Regions from separate parts of the Mus musculus genome. Here region 2 is linked to region 1. The links are chromatin contacts, called in public HiChIP or PLAC-seq maps. All regions are on one chromosome and are shown on one strand. Each heading gives the region's core, a stretch centred on a gene start, on an enhancer-like site or on the middle of the called end of the contact. The rest is flanking DNA. Distances are from core to core; before and after follow the strand shown. Region 1 has its middle 35 kb from the start of Emx2. Region 2 holds the start of Cacul1 (CDK2 associated, cullin domain 1).

The links. HiChIP or PLAC-seq counts read pairs in DNA pulled down with a chosen protein or histone mark.
Region 2: a contact with region 1 is called in an H3K4me3 HiChIP or PLAC-seq map of craniofacial prominence, with 8 times the contacts expected there. The contact joins the promoter of Cacul1 here to the enhancer-like site in region 1. A contact is called at or near these places in 4 of 39 promoter capture datasets (the C10 cell line, cranial neural crest, embryonic stem cells and 1 more), 8 of 115 datasets of contacts at active chromatin or transcription factors (the NIH/3T3 cell line, astrocytes, craniofacial prominence and 5 more) and 2 of 9 other capture datasets (embryonic tail and embryonic trunk).

What each region holds. Positions count from the first base shown.
Region 1 is chr19:59,421,050-59,427,288 of GRCm38.p6, forward strand. It overlaps Emx2os. Among named protein-coding and RNA genes, the nearest start is that of Emx2, 35 kb to the right of the region's middle. RefSeq lists an enhancer at 2,165-4,521. Within about 2 kb of position 2,827, at least 16 of the 459 cell types and tissues checked have an H3K27ac peak or open chromatin away from gene starts, as enhancers often do. A contact at or near this core is called in craniofacial prominence, where this site is marked.
Region 2 is chr19:60,577,822-60,584,430 of GRCm38.p6, forward strand. Cacul1 (CDK2 associated, cullin domain 1) reads right to left here and starts at 3,202. Exons shown (of 9, transcript NM_030197.2): 1 at 2,507-3,202. The coding sequence starts at 2,897.

The DNA of each region.
Region 1 (6,239 bases), core at 1,577-4,076:
CAGTTAGCTCAGTTTATGTGTTAAAATCAGAGCCGAGCATGAATGTAGATCCGTGCTTAGGAAGAACAACCTCTGAGTGGCGTGGTTATATAAAAAGACAAGTTTGGGGTAATCTGTGACAAGCACCAACACACAGCACCCTCATTGAGAAGGTTGCAGGTAAGAGGCACCAGGAAGGAGATCCGGGGAAGAAATCTGGTTCCAGGTGCGGAGGAAAGCGATTCGGCCCCTTTATAGTCACATTTTAACCAGGAGGTATTTCTGCCTTTCCCCCTTCATTTGGAGCGCACACTACCTTTTCTATTAAAAACAAAAATAAAAACAAACAAAATTTGAATATCTAACTTTCTCCTATCCACTGATAATTTGTCATTTGGGGAAAAATTACAAATTTTGAAGGGACACCATAAAAAACATCTGGTGCTAGTTCATTGCTGGGTGGTAGAAGATCGGGGCTCCTACCTATGAAATGGATTGCTCCTTAGTTCAGTTCCCCTGTGTCAACATCTAAGCACCTTCCAGAATATACTCAAACATTGGGAAAACAAAAAAGGGGCCATGAGTTAGGTGATACAAAATATCCAATGAAGGAAATGTCACACACACACACACACACACACACACACACCCGAATAAAACAAAGGGTTTCACACTTATATATCCAATTATCAGAATACTTCAAACACACACACGAATAACCAAAGGGCAACACACACACACACACACACACACACACCCCAATAAAACAAAGGGCTTCACACTTATATATCCAATTATCAGAATACTTCAAACACACACACGAATAACCAAAGGGCAACACACACACACACACACACACACACACACACACACACACACACACACAGAGCCCAATAATGCAAAACCTTCATATATACAACCAATAGTCAGAGTCCTTCATGCCCACAGAACTAACCATTATAACACACACACACACACACACACACACACTGCCCAATAATGCAAAGCCTTCATATATACAACCAATAGTCAGAGTCCTTCATGCCCACAGAACTAACTATTATAACACACACACACACAATGTAAAGAGCTTCTTTTAGATACCCAATTATCAGGACTTCGTACCCCCATACCAACAACCACTCTTAACATCCCAACAACCGCAGCATTTCACCGATATACGATATACGTATACTTTCCCAAGCCAAATGCTTCAACAGCCCCTCAAACCATTTCACTCATGTACCCTAACCCACCGCCACAACTCTCTGTGCGACACCCCTCACCCCGTCCCCAAGCTCCTGGATTTGCTTGCTGCTGCAGCAGATACTTGAACACAGACATTAGCGGGACTTTCTTTTCAGATTAATGAGCAGAAAAAGATTGGAAGAGGGAGGGGGGCGAGAATGGTGGGAGAGAGCAATTACACCCAAATCTTTTCTCTGTCGATTAGGGATTCCTTCTCCAGCCTGCTTTGGCTCTGGCTAAATCTTTTTCTAATGAGATGTGGCTTATCCAGATCAGGGAGCTGAGAAAAAAGTTGCAATTAACTTTAAGAAGAAAAGGAGTGAGTGAGAAAGAGAACGGAGTCGGGAGTTAGGGGAGTCGGGGGCAGGGACTCGTACGGTGGGCGTGGCCTGGCATGCCCATCACAGAGCAGGCTCTTGGGCAGAAGATGGAGGAGCCCTGGCTGGCCTCACTCAGAGCCTACAATTTGCATTTTGGATTCCAGTGCTTAGAAAGGGCCCTATGACAGCCTGAATCAGGTCTCTCGGCTACTTCCAGTTCAAGTCAAATGAAAACACTCATCAAGTTCTTGGCGCTGCTGTCAACTAGTCGGCAGAAGCCACCATAAAAATGTGGGCCTCAGACCTCAGACATAAGAACTGAACTTCAGGGTCTCCCTGAGTTGCTTCACTCTACCTACATGAGAATGGGGTCCAGGGCCACTTAGAAGGTCAGAGAAGGGGAGCTGGAGAGACAGTTCTGTTTTGAGATCACATACTGCTCTTGCAGAAGACCTAATTTCTGTTCCCAGCACCCATGTTAGGAGACTCACAACCACCTGTAATCCCAGCTCCAGGGAAGGCACAGTCCTTGGTCCTTATCACGCACCTGGTCTCATATGGACAGCCCTCCCCCTCCAACACACATACATAATTTAAAAGATAAAACTTAAAAAGGGAGCAGAGAAGAGCTAAGGTGTAGAGAGGTTCCACACTGAGGTGGAGAGAGGCATGCTGGGTGGATGCCCTCTACATGGCACTATGCTGTAGGTTAAGCATGGCCAAGCTAGCTGCATGTGAGAGGCAACCCCTGAACTTATTCCTTGAAGGAATGGTTGGGTGAGTCCCTCATCAAAAGAAGCCAAGGAGATGATGAGCCTGTGGTAGAGGACAGACTGACTAAGAGCATCTTTCCTGTACCTAACTTTCAGGGCTTAGGAATCTTTTCAGGGTAACTACTATGGTCCAAGCCAATTCTTCATTCTACCCCCATCCCTCTACCTTCTTAGCTGCTGGGGACAGTCTGGGTCTTCTCAGCTGTCTCTCCTCTCTCTCTCTCTCTCTCTCTCTCTCTCTCTCTCTCTCTCTCTCTCTCTCTCTCTCTGCTGCTAACAGAATACGCATATGTGCTAGAAATCCTAGCTACAGTGCTAAGCTAGAAATTCTTCTTAAACATATAGTAAGGTCAGATGAAGGGAAAAAAAATAGAAAACAAAACACAAAACCCCCGAAACCGAAATTGGACACAGAAGGGCAGATGTAGACCTGAACAGGAAGTGCTGGCCCTAGGCTAAATGAAACAGCTGTCACTATTGTTCTGGGCTCAGAACTGCCTTTGCAAACTCCATGCGAGCTGGGCTCAGAAAGCAGATGTTAATAATTACAGCACATGAAACCAAGGGCACAGGATTAGGAAAGTGACGAAAAAGAAATGGTACCAGTAGATTTATAGCTGGCGCAGGCAGATCTGCTCAGGTCAGTAGGGAGGGGGTGGGCAAATCAGCCTGCATACAGTGCCCCACCCCACCCCTTTTCCTATCTGATATCGCCTCTTGGCCTCTCTGATCATCCTAGAATTGAGAATTTGTTAGAATATTTAATGGTGGTAGGTTAAGGAGGTTGCCTTTCCAGGAATCCCATACTTACAGGGTTGTACCCAAATGCTTCTGACTACAGGATCCTAGCTGATAAAATCCCCAGTACTGTAGATATCGTGGTAGGTAAAAGCTCTGGCTCTATAGACACAAAGATGTGAGTTCAAATCCCCAGAACTCACATAAAAAAATGAAGCATGTGTTTATAATCCTGGTGTTGGTGGGTGAAGAGACAGGCAGATCCTGGGGGCTCATTGGCCAGCCAGTTTAGTACAAGCAATGAATTCTAGTTTCAGTGAGAGATCCTGTCTCAAAAAAATAAGGTAGAGAGTTCTAGGGGAAGACACTTGGCATTGACCTCTGACCTGCACACAGGCCAAATACACCCACACATATGTATTCAACTCAGAAAAAAAAATCCAGGGCCAAACAAGGTCTCTGAGCAGACAAATAGCAAAAACGGTGGTTGGTCTGCAGAGACTTTTGAGGACGCAAAGCTAAGCAGCCTTCCTCAGAGCTTGTACTCTTTTGGTAAGCTCACATTTAAAAGCCAGGAGCTCCATGAAACTGAGTAGATTCCCAGTGTCAAGCTAGCCAGCTCCTTCAGGAAGGATGTAAGGACCTCTGCAGAAAGCCAGCTAGGCGACTCCCTTCGTTAATTACATACGTAGAAAGAGAGTTTCCACACATTTGTTGTATGTCCCCCGTGCTTTTTTCACATGAGCTTGAGTTGTACAACCAAACAAAACAGCTCACATCCAAAACAAAATGGTAGGTAAAAGCTCTGGCTCTATAGACACAAAGCAAACAAAACAAAACAAAAACCCCAAAATTCAAAACACCAAAACTCCCCATCCCACCACCCATCAGAGAGGACGCCTCTCAGAAGGCTTCGAAAGAAGGTAAAAAGGCATGTGTTTGCCATCTTTCCGCCTGATATGGAAACCATATGCTGAAATACACTAGCAAACACACTTAATATAACACTCTCTTTTATTAAATGTGGTTTTATAAATGCTCTCCCCAGCCAGGGCACCTTTGCCGTGCTGGAGGCTGGAACTTGGCAAAATAGTCTTCCCACTGTTACATCTATTGATACACATTTTTTTTTTTTGAAAATGAGTCTCGGACCCTCGGAAAATAGGCTGTTTCTGATTATTACTGTGAGAGGGAAGGGGCACAGGAGGGCATCTTTTTTCCTCTGATAAATTAAAAAGACTGTAACGGGTGCTTTCTGTAACCTGTAAAAGGGCAGAGCCATCTGTGACTCATTTAGCAGCTTCTTACCGAAGATTTATTTGATTAATTCGGGCAGAAGAGAGAGAATATGGATTTTCCCTTCCACGAAAGGCACAGACACCCTCACACATGCACACACGCACCCACCCATGGGCAGATATCTCAGGAATGAAAAATGACTAATCGTGTTATTGGAACTGGTGAGTGCAGAGCCTCTGTGGTAAGAGAGCAAGCCGCTGCCCTGCTGATGGGAGGGCCCGTTTCTGAACAATCCACAGGCCCAGGCTGGTGCCCCCGAGTACTCAGAGTGAAGAACGCTGGGATGCTGGGCTGTTTTGAGGAAGTAGGATCACTTAGTGCCAGGTACTCCCCAAACCCCTAGGACAGGGACATCACAGGGTCTCAAGGACCTCTCAAGCGAGAAACTAGATAAGCCTCTTAGTCACTGACAGAGGCACTATACCTGCCCAGTCTGCCTTCGCTTGAAATTCTCTTTGCTTTTCCTATTCTTCCAACCACTGTGCTACATCCCAGGTCTTTCTTGACACTTTTTTTTTTAGTGCAAATGTGTGTATGCACAGGTATGTTCACATGTTGGTGTATGTATCTGTGCACATGTAGAGGCCAGAGATCAACTTCTGGTATCCTTCCTCGGGTGCTTGCCTCCTTGTTTTTGAAATAGAGTCTCTTACTTAGTGTTGAACTCGCCGATTTGACTAGGCAAGCTGGCCAGCATACTCCAGGGATCTGTTTGTCTTTGTCTCCTCGGCACTGGGATTCATGCTACCACATGCTACCACACCTGACATTTTTTATGTGAGTTTTAAGGCTCCAACATAGGTTCTTGTGCTTACACAACAAGTGCCTTATTGGTTTATGAAAGCCTTTGTTTTTGTTTTTATTAAAGACAGAGTTTACTTTCTCAACCCTTCATGATCTATCTAGGCAGATGAAGGCAATAGCATGTGTTTGTCTCATGGTGAATAGCTTGATGTGATCGCTTTACCCATGTTAGCTGCTTTATTCTGTGAGATTCAGTTCTATGTTGACTAGCCTTTCATAGTGACTTCTCATCTCTAGGATAGCTAGCCTCCTCTAGCCTGGGCTGTCTCCAATTTACATGTCACAGACTCACTCTTACATGCCTCTAGGTACATACAGTCCACTGTAGGCCACTGTCACTGGTGGATGGAAACGGCTTCAAAATAGATTCTCAGAGAAGACAAGGAAAAGAACAAAGGTAAGAGAAATTATAAGATTGCAGGATGTCTAAGCCCAAGAGACCTTTGGAGAGTACTGTCCAGAGTGGCCGTGTGTGAGGAGATGGGGTACCCTGCTCCTTTGCACAGTGCAGACATGGCTAATTGATCCCAGATCAAAATCTACTTAGCACAACCTTCTAGACAGCCTTAACTAATGAATCAAAGTCAGCATGTGAGTGTCTTCTAACTGAATGTTTCACTCTGGAGAGGGGTAAATAGGTCAAGAATTCCCTCTATAATCCCCTTCTTCTGGTTCCCTAGGCTGCTTCTCAGCTCAAGATGGGTCTAGTGGGGCAGGAAGGGAGTAGTTCTTCAGCTCTATTGAATGCCTGATTAACTGAAAATAACCTTTCCGTAAAACAAACAAACCTTGATCCAGGGCTCTGGCCCCAGGAACTGAGGGTGGGTCTGAAACATGGCATATTTTGATGGTAGGCTATCATAGTTTGATATTAAGGGTATTTCCTTTCTTTTCCCTTCCTTCCTTCCTTCCTTCCTTCCTTCCTTCCTTCCTTCCTTCCTTCCTTCCTTCCTTCCTTCCTTCCTTCCTTCCTTCCTTCCTTTTGTAGCTGTCTTCAGACACACCAGACGAAGGAATCAGATCTCAGTACAGCTGGTTGTGAGCCACCATGTGGTTGCTGGGATTTGAATTCAGGACC
Region 2 (6,609 bases), core at 1,952-4,451, 1.2 Mb after region 1:
GTCTTCAACCTAACAATCCATCTACATTGTGTTTTTCTTTTGGTTTCAGTGGTTCTTGATAAATGAAATTATTACCAAATTCTAAAGGGTTTGTTTCAGGGGTCTTGTTTGTTTGTTTTCTTGAGACAGAGTCTACCTTGGCTGACCTGGAACTCAAAAGATCGTGGTGTGTGTGTGTGTGTGTGTGTATTTGGGGGGGTGGAATTAAAAATGTGAACCACCATGCAAGCAACAAGGACTTTTCTTATTATGTTAAGGAACACCCATGGGTAGTTACCATCTTATAGTGACTATACTGAAAATGTCTCCATTATTATTCCTATTAGCTACAGGTATTGACTTTTAAATAGTTATCCTGCACTCTCTGAATTACTAAGTTATCCTTGTATCAAGTACCACAATATCAACTAGGTACTGGATATTGGCATTTAAAAAAGTTATCAAGTCGTGACTTTTTTCCAACCTACTGAGATAAATCACAGCAATATATCGAAAAAAAACTTGGACAAACCGTGAATCACAATTCTTTTGACATAGTTAGATCTGATGAGCTAATAGTATACAGGATTTTCATTTCTATGCTAACAGGTGTTAACACAACTATAATCTTACCTAGTTTTAAATCAATATTTCACTAAACCTATAAAATGGACTTGGGGTTTTAGTTTTGTCTTGCTTCTGTGCCCTACATTCCAGAATTTATAAAAAGAAAAGGTTATGGAAATGAAATGGAGCTTGTATACAAGAATATCTGGACCAAGAGATTTGAAAGGGAAAGTCTTCATCACTACTAGCACTACTACTAGTCTCAGCTTAGTCCATCCATGCTTAGATAACTTAGATAACTTCTGAGTTAATAGTTCCCTAACTATCATATATTTCATTTACCTTTTCAAATTTATTACCATATAATAAAATCTAATATTCTATTTTTATTTTTCATTTATTTGCAACTTTTCCCCTTGACCAATCTTTAACAGGTCTTAGCTTCCTAGCCTTTTTGTTTTGTTTTGTGACAGGGTCTCACATATCACAGGCTGGCCTTTAACAGGATATGCAGCTAAGGAAGATGAAATTCTTGATCATCCTGCCTCTACCTCCAGAGTGCTGGGATTGCAGCTGTGAGCCACCAGGTCAGGTTTTATAAGTTGCTGGGATCAAATCTGGGGCTTCCTGACTGCTAGACAAGCACTCTTTCAACCTGGCTGCATTCCTAACTCCCTTTATTAATCTTTTCAAGAAATAACCTTTAAGTGTGGCAAATTCTTTTGCTCTGAGCTTAGCTGATGACGACTTCTGCTCTTAATGTTCATTTCTTAACTCATCAAAGAAAGTCTACTTAAGCATTAATCCAAACTGTCTTCAGCATTTAAGGTAAATCACACTGCAACTATAAAGTCTAGTTTCACAACTTAATCAACATACAAACTGCATTGTGTAAATGACTGTCATGTGTATGTCTAACAGGGAATAATCATAAACAAAAGTTCCTTTCTACACCCACACCAAAGTGTCTGCCTAAAGCAGTATCTTGAAGGCAAATAAGTAATGTGTGCTAGTCCCATAAATACTTTTTTCTAAGGTTGTGACTATCTGCATCAGGACAAAAAAAAATTTCAACAGCTAGGTGGGCAATTACTGTTATAGCTTAATAAAACTTAACTAGAAATAAAATCTCCAGTTACATTAGGAGATGCCATTCTAAATTTGCAGCTAACAAGGACCTGGCCACCACGTTCCTTTTACACTGTCACCACCACTCTGAACTAAAAAGCACTACTACCTTATTCTTTACCTAGCTATGGAAGCACACTGCCTGATTGTGAACATTTTGGGGTCAGTTTTTATCTTCTATCTGCAAGTGAATTTCAAGGCAGACCGCTAAAAAGTTCAACCTGCGGTAGGATCCTGGTTACAGTCACTTGCTGAACCGCTTCTCTGGAACGTGATTTTACACATCAACTTCAAAGACTTGTAGCAGTTCCCACTACATAGTAGAAGTAACTAAGAATTCCCTGACAGGATGCAAAAACTCACAGAGAACAAAGAGTTGCTAGAGACCAACGTTCAGAAGCCCGATTTGCTAAAAGTACAGCGGCAAAGAATACAAGAACACATTTCTTTGCTCTCTGGTTGAAAAAAAAAGACGAAAGGCCTCTAACGAAATTCAAGACCGCCTTACTTTTCCCTCTCGCTCTGTAAGGTGAAACTTTGAAGGGGACACCCTAGAGAAGAGCTTACTAATGTTGAGAGATGATCAGGAGTATTAAAGATCTTTTCTAAAGCATAAGCTGAGGCTGCGCAGGTGTAACAGGCAACACTGGCTGGCTGGCCGGATACTGGCCGCAGACACCGAATCAGGGTGGGAGGGTTAAGAGAAGGAAAGAGAACTAAGCCTGGAACAAAGGAAGTGGAGTTACTCTCAGGGCGGGGGGATTCCACGAGCTGGTGTGGAGAAGCCTGGCTGGGGGGTGGGGGTGGGGTCGTGGAGGAGGGACAGACTCACGGAACTTGGAGGTGGAGGTGTTGATGTTGATAGTGGAGCTGGAGGTGGGGGCAGGGGCCGTCTTGGCCACCGCGGCGGCTGCGTCGCAGCTCTTCAACATCATGATCACCCCGTTTGGTTCCGGCAAGGGCGGAGGCCCCATCGGGAGCCCTTCCTTAGGACCCTTCCTCTCCATGGAGCCCGCGTGCACAGCCAGCAGCTGTCCCCCCGGGAGTTCTCGGCCTGGATCCGGGATGGACGACGAGGGCCGCGGCGGCGGCGGCGGGGGCAGCGGCGGGGCCGGCGGAGGCTGGCGGAAACTGTCCGCGGCGGCCTCCCAGTTGTTGTGATTCTGGTCGTCCATCATTGCCTCGTAGGTGAGCATTTCCTCCTCCTCCATGCTCTCCTCCATCCCGCCGGGCCGCGGCTTCCCAGGCACCTGCCCGCCCACCTCAGCCCCCGGGCCTGGGAGCGCAGAAGCCGCCTCGAGTTCACATCGCCCGGAGCCCTCGCGGGTGCGGCGGAAAATCCAGTGGCGCACCGAGCGCTTTCGCCCTCCGTCAAGACGACTCCGCCGGAGGAACCGCTGACTGAGGTGGGCACTCCCGGGGTCTGGTTCTGAGAGGCAGCCGCAAAGGGCTGACGTCCCTCACGACATTTTACAGCAGTTTCTTCTGGCCTTTGGAAAGGGCTCTGGGGGAGCGGCCAGGAAGGCACGTGATGCGAGGGACGGCCTGGAGAAAGCTGGGCGAAAAGGGGGCGGGAGCTATGAGTCACCTCAAGGCGAATGCACCCAGCGGCGCGATTCCCTCTCCCTCCCCTCCCCACTCCCCCCTCCCCATCAGTTTAGACCAGGTGTCCAGACCCGGATTCGCTGGCCCCGCCCCCGGCCGACATTACGTGATAAAGGACTTTGGTCTGCGCACGCGCATTCTCTAACTTGTTGCCACAACTAGTCTGGGTGTGCCCGAGAGTGGACCCAAAAACGGCGCACCAACGCTCTTATGTTTAACAGCCCCCTTCCCTTTTCTTTTTTAGTCTTTTCGTCTTTTCTTTTTTCTTTTTGTACTCCAAACTGGGCTCCAACTAACTCCAAGCAGTCCTCTTTCCTCAGCCTTCTGAGTGTCCCTTCATACCCCATGCTGGCTAACCTTTCCATAGTGAGGGTCCCCCACCGACACAGGCTTTTTGCCACCCAGACCTTGACCTCGCAGCCTGAGCCTTTGCTTGGGGAATGAAAGGACAGTGTGGCAGTAGGCCCTGGGTACAGACTCCAAAGGGTAGACTGTTGGTGTGTGCCGTTTTTTAGCCCTAGGTATCCCAAACTAAGAAGGACAGAATATTGATTCAGAAATTGCACAATATACATTCCTTCCCAGAGTATGTGAAACATTTACAAAAGATAAACATACTGTGTCTCTAAGCAAGTGTCTCTGCATGTCTGAGGACTGACATAACCACATTCTCTGACCACTGTGCAGTTAGAAACTATTAGGGTTCTCTAGAGTCACAGAACTTATGGAATGTCTCTATGTATTAAGAGAAATTATTGGGATGAATGACAGTCTGCAGTCCAGCTAACTTAGCAATGGCCAGCTGTGATGGGGAGCTCTAAGAATCTAAGTAGTTGCTCAATCCCACCAGGCTAAGTCAGCTGGTCTTCTGTATAAACTAGAATCCTGAAGAAATAGGTTCCAACAGATGTGTTGGCAAGTGCAAGCAGGCAAAGAATGAATGCTTTTTCCATTGTCCTTATGTAGACCTCCAGCAGAAGGTGCGGCCCAGATTAAAGATGTGTACCACCATGCCTGGACCTAAGCTTTTGTTTAATGGAACTTGCTCTGTCTCAGGCTGGGCTTGAACTCAGAGATATGCTTGCCTCTGTCTCCTGGGATTAAATGTGTATACCATCTTGTCTGGGCCTAAGCTTTTCCTGGGCACTGTGCCTCAAGTTCTAGATCAAAAGTGTGTGTCATCCCATGTCAAGACCTGGGTGTCTTCCAGCTTCAAGATCGGGATTGCAGGTGTTCCCTCCATTTCTGGATTGTAGTTCATTCCAGGTGTAGTCAAATTGACAAACCAGAAATAGCCATCACAGAAACCATTAACTGAAGGATAACTGGTAAGTCCCCACTGTGTTAATCTTTTATCAACTCATCAATCTGAAAGTGACTATGAAAACTTTTAGAACTGATGAGATTGGTACAATTATAGTAAACTTTCCTAGAAGGCCCTACTCTAAGGAGTTTTTCCCAGCACACTGTTAAATACTGAACTGTTCATGTGTATTTTGTTAAGATACTCCATATATAACAAGCTTTCATTAACGTGGAAAAGCATAACAGGCTGAGCCAGAGAAATCTTTGATAGAGTCTATTTAGGTGGCCATGGGTAAGAAACAGAAGGGAAGGTGAATGGGCATTCGATACGTGGTTGATTTTTATTTAGAACTTTGTGAGCAATTATTAAATTAGACCTCAAGGAGTTCTGGTAGCTATTCTTGGTGGTCAACTTGACTATATTTGGAATGAACTACAATCCAGGTTTCAAGGACACACATGGGATCCAGATCTTTAGGTGGGAAGACAAACATTTAGTCTGAACCACACCTTCTGCTAGAAGCCTATATATGGACATGGAAGAAGAAAGCTTTTACTCTTTGCCTGCTTGTCCTCACTTTTCTAGATCATCCATTCCTTCATGAGCATTGGAGCCTACTTCTTCAGGATTCCAGCATATACAGAAGACCAGCTGAGACACCCATTCTTGTGAGACTGGGGAACTGCTAGATTCATGGACTTTTTGTTCACAGCTAGCCATTGTTGGATTAGTTGGACTGCAGCCTATATAAAAGTCATCCCAATAAATTCCACGTATATGTATATATATGCATATATATGTGTGTGTGTGTGTGTGTGTGTGTGTGTGTGTGTGTGTGTGCGCGCATTTCATAAGTTCTTGGATTCTAAAGAACCCTGACTAGTACAGGTATATTATGCTTTAATAGTTATTAACTTAAAACCATTTCTGGTTTGTTCAGTATTTAGAGACAATTACAACAAAATAAGGAATGCTGACCCAACAGTGGGCCCAGGTTAATAATTACTATATCCTTCCACAGTCCCAGAAGTTAGCCTCTTTGTTTGGTTTTTCTGTTTGTTTCTGTTTCCTAGTAAGATAAGAATTTTATTAAAACAGTACAAATATACCTATATAATATATGTTTAAGTTTGTATACTTAGAGAGAACACCAATTTAAAATATCCATGTGTATTAGTCAGGGTTCTCTAGAGTCACAGAACTTATGGGTAGTCTCTATATAGTAAGGGAATTTGTTGATGACTTACAGTCTGTAGTCCAACTCCCCAACAATGGTCAGCAGCAGCTGTGAATGGAAGTCCAAGGATCTAGCAGTTGCTCAGTCCCACGAGGCAAGCAGGCAAAGAACAGAGAGCAAATCTTCCTTCTTCCAATGTCCTTATGTAGGTCTCCAGCAGAAGTTGTGGCCCAGATTAAAGGTGTATACTACCATGCCTGGATCTGGGACTTGCTTTGTTCCAGATGACCTTGAACTCAGAGATCTCCCCATCTTAATCTTCTGGGATTCCTAGCCACTTTCTTTTTTGTTGTTGTTGTTGTTGGGCTTTTTTTGGTTTTTTTTTTTTTTTTTTTTTTGGGTTTTTCAAGACAGGGTTTCTCTGTGTAGCCCTGGCTGTCCTGGAACTCACTTTGTAGACCAGGCTGGCCTAGAACTCAGAAATCCACCTGTCTCTGCCTCCCAAGTGCTGGGAATAAAGACATGCGCCATCACTCCCGGCTCCTAGCCACTTTCATGCCAAGATCCAGGTCAGAAACTTGTATCTCACAGCCTCCAGATTAGGGTCACAGGTGAGCCTTCCAATTCTGGATTGTAGTTTATTCCAGTTATAGTCAAGTTGAAAACAAGGAATAGCCACTACACCATGGTAGTTTATCTGGGTAGGAGGGGTAATGATTCTTTAATCTTTGTTCTTATGGATTTGTTGTTGTTATAGTTGTTGTTTTATCTCTACAACAAGCGTTGTTGGAGACCCAAAGGTCCAGTCACCCACAGAGCACTAAGGAAACCAGGAATGTTAAACATA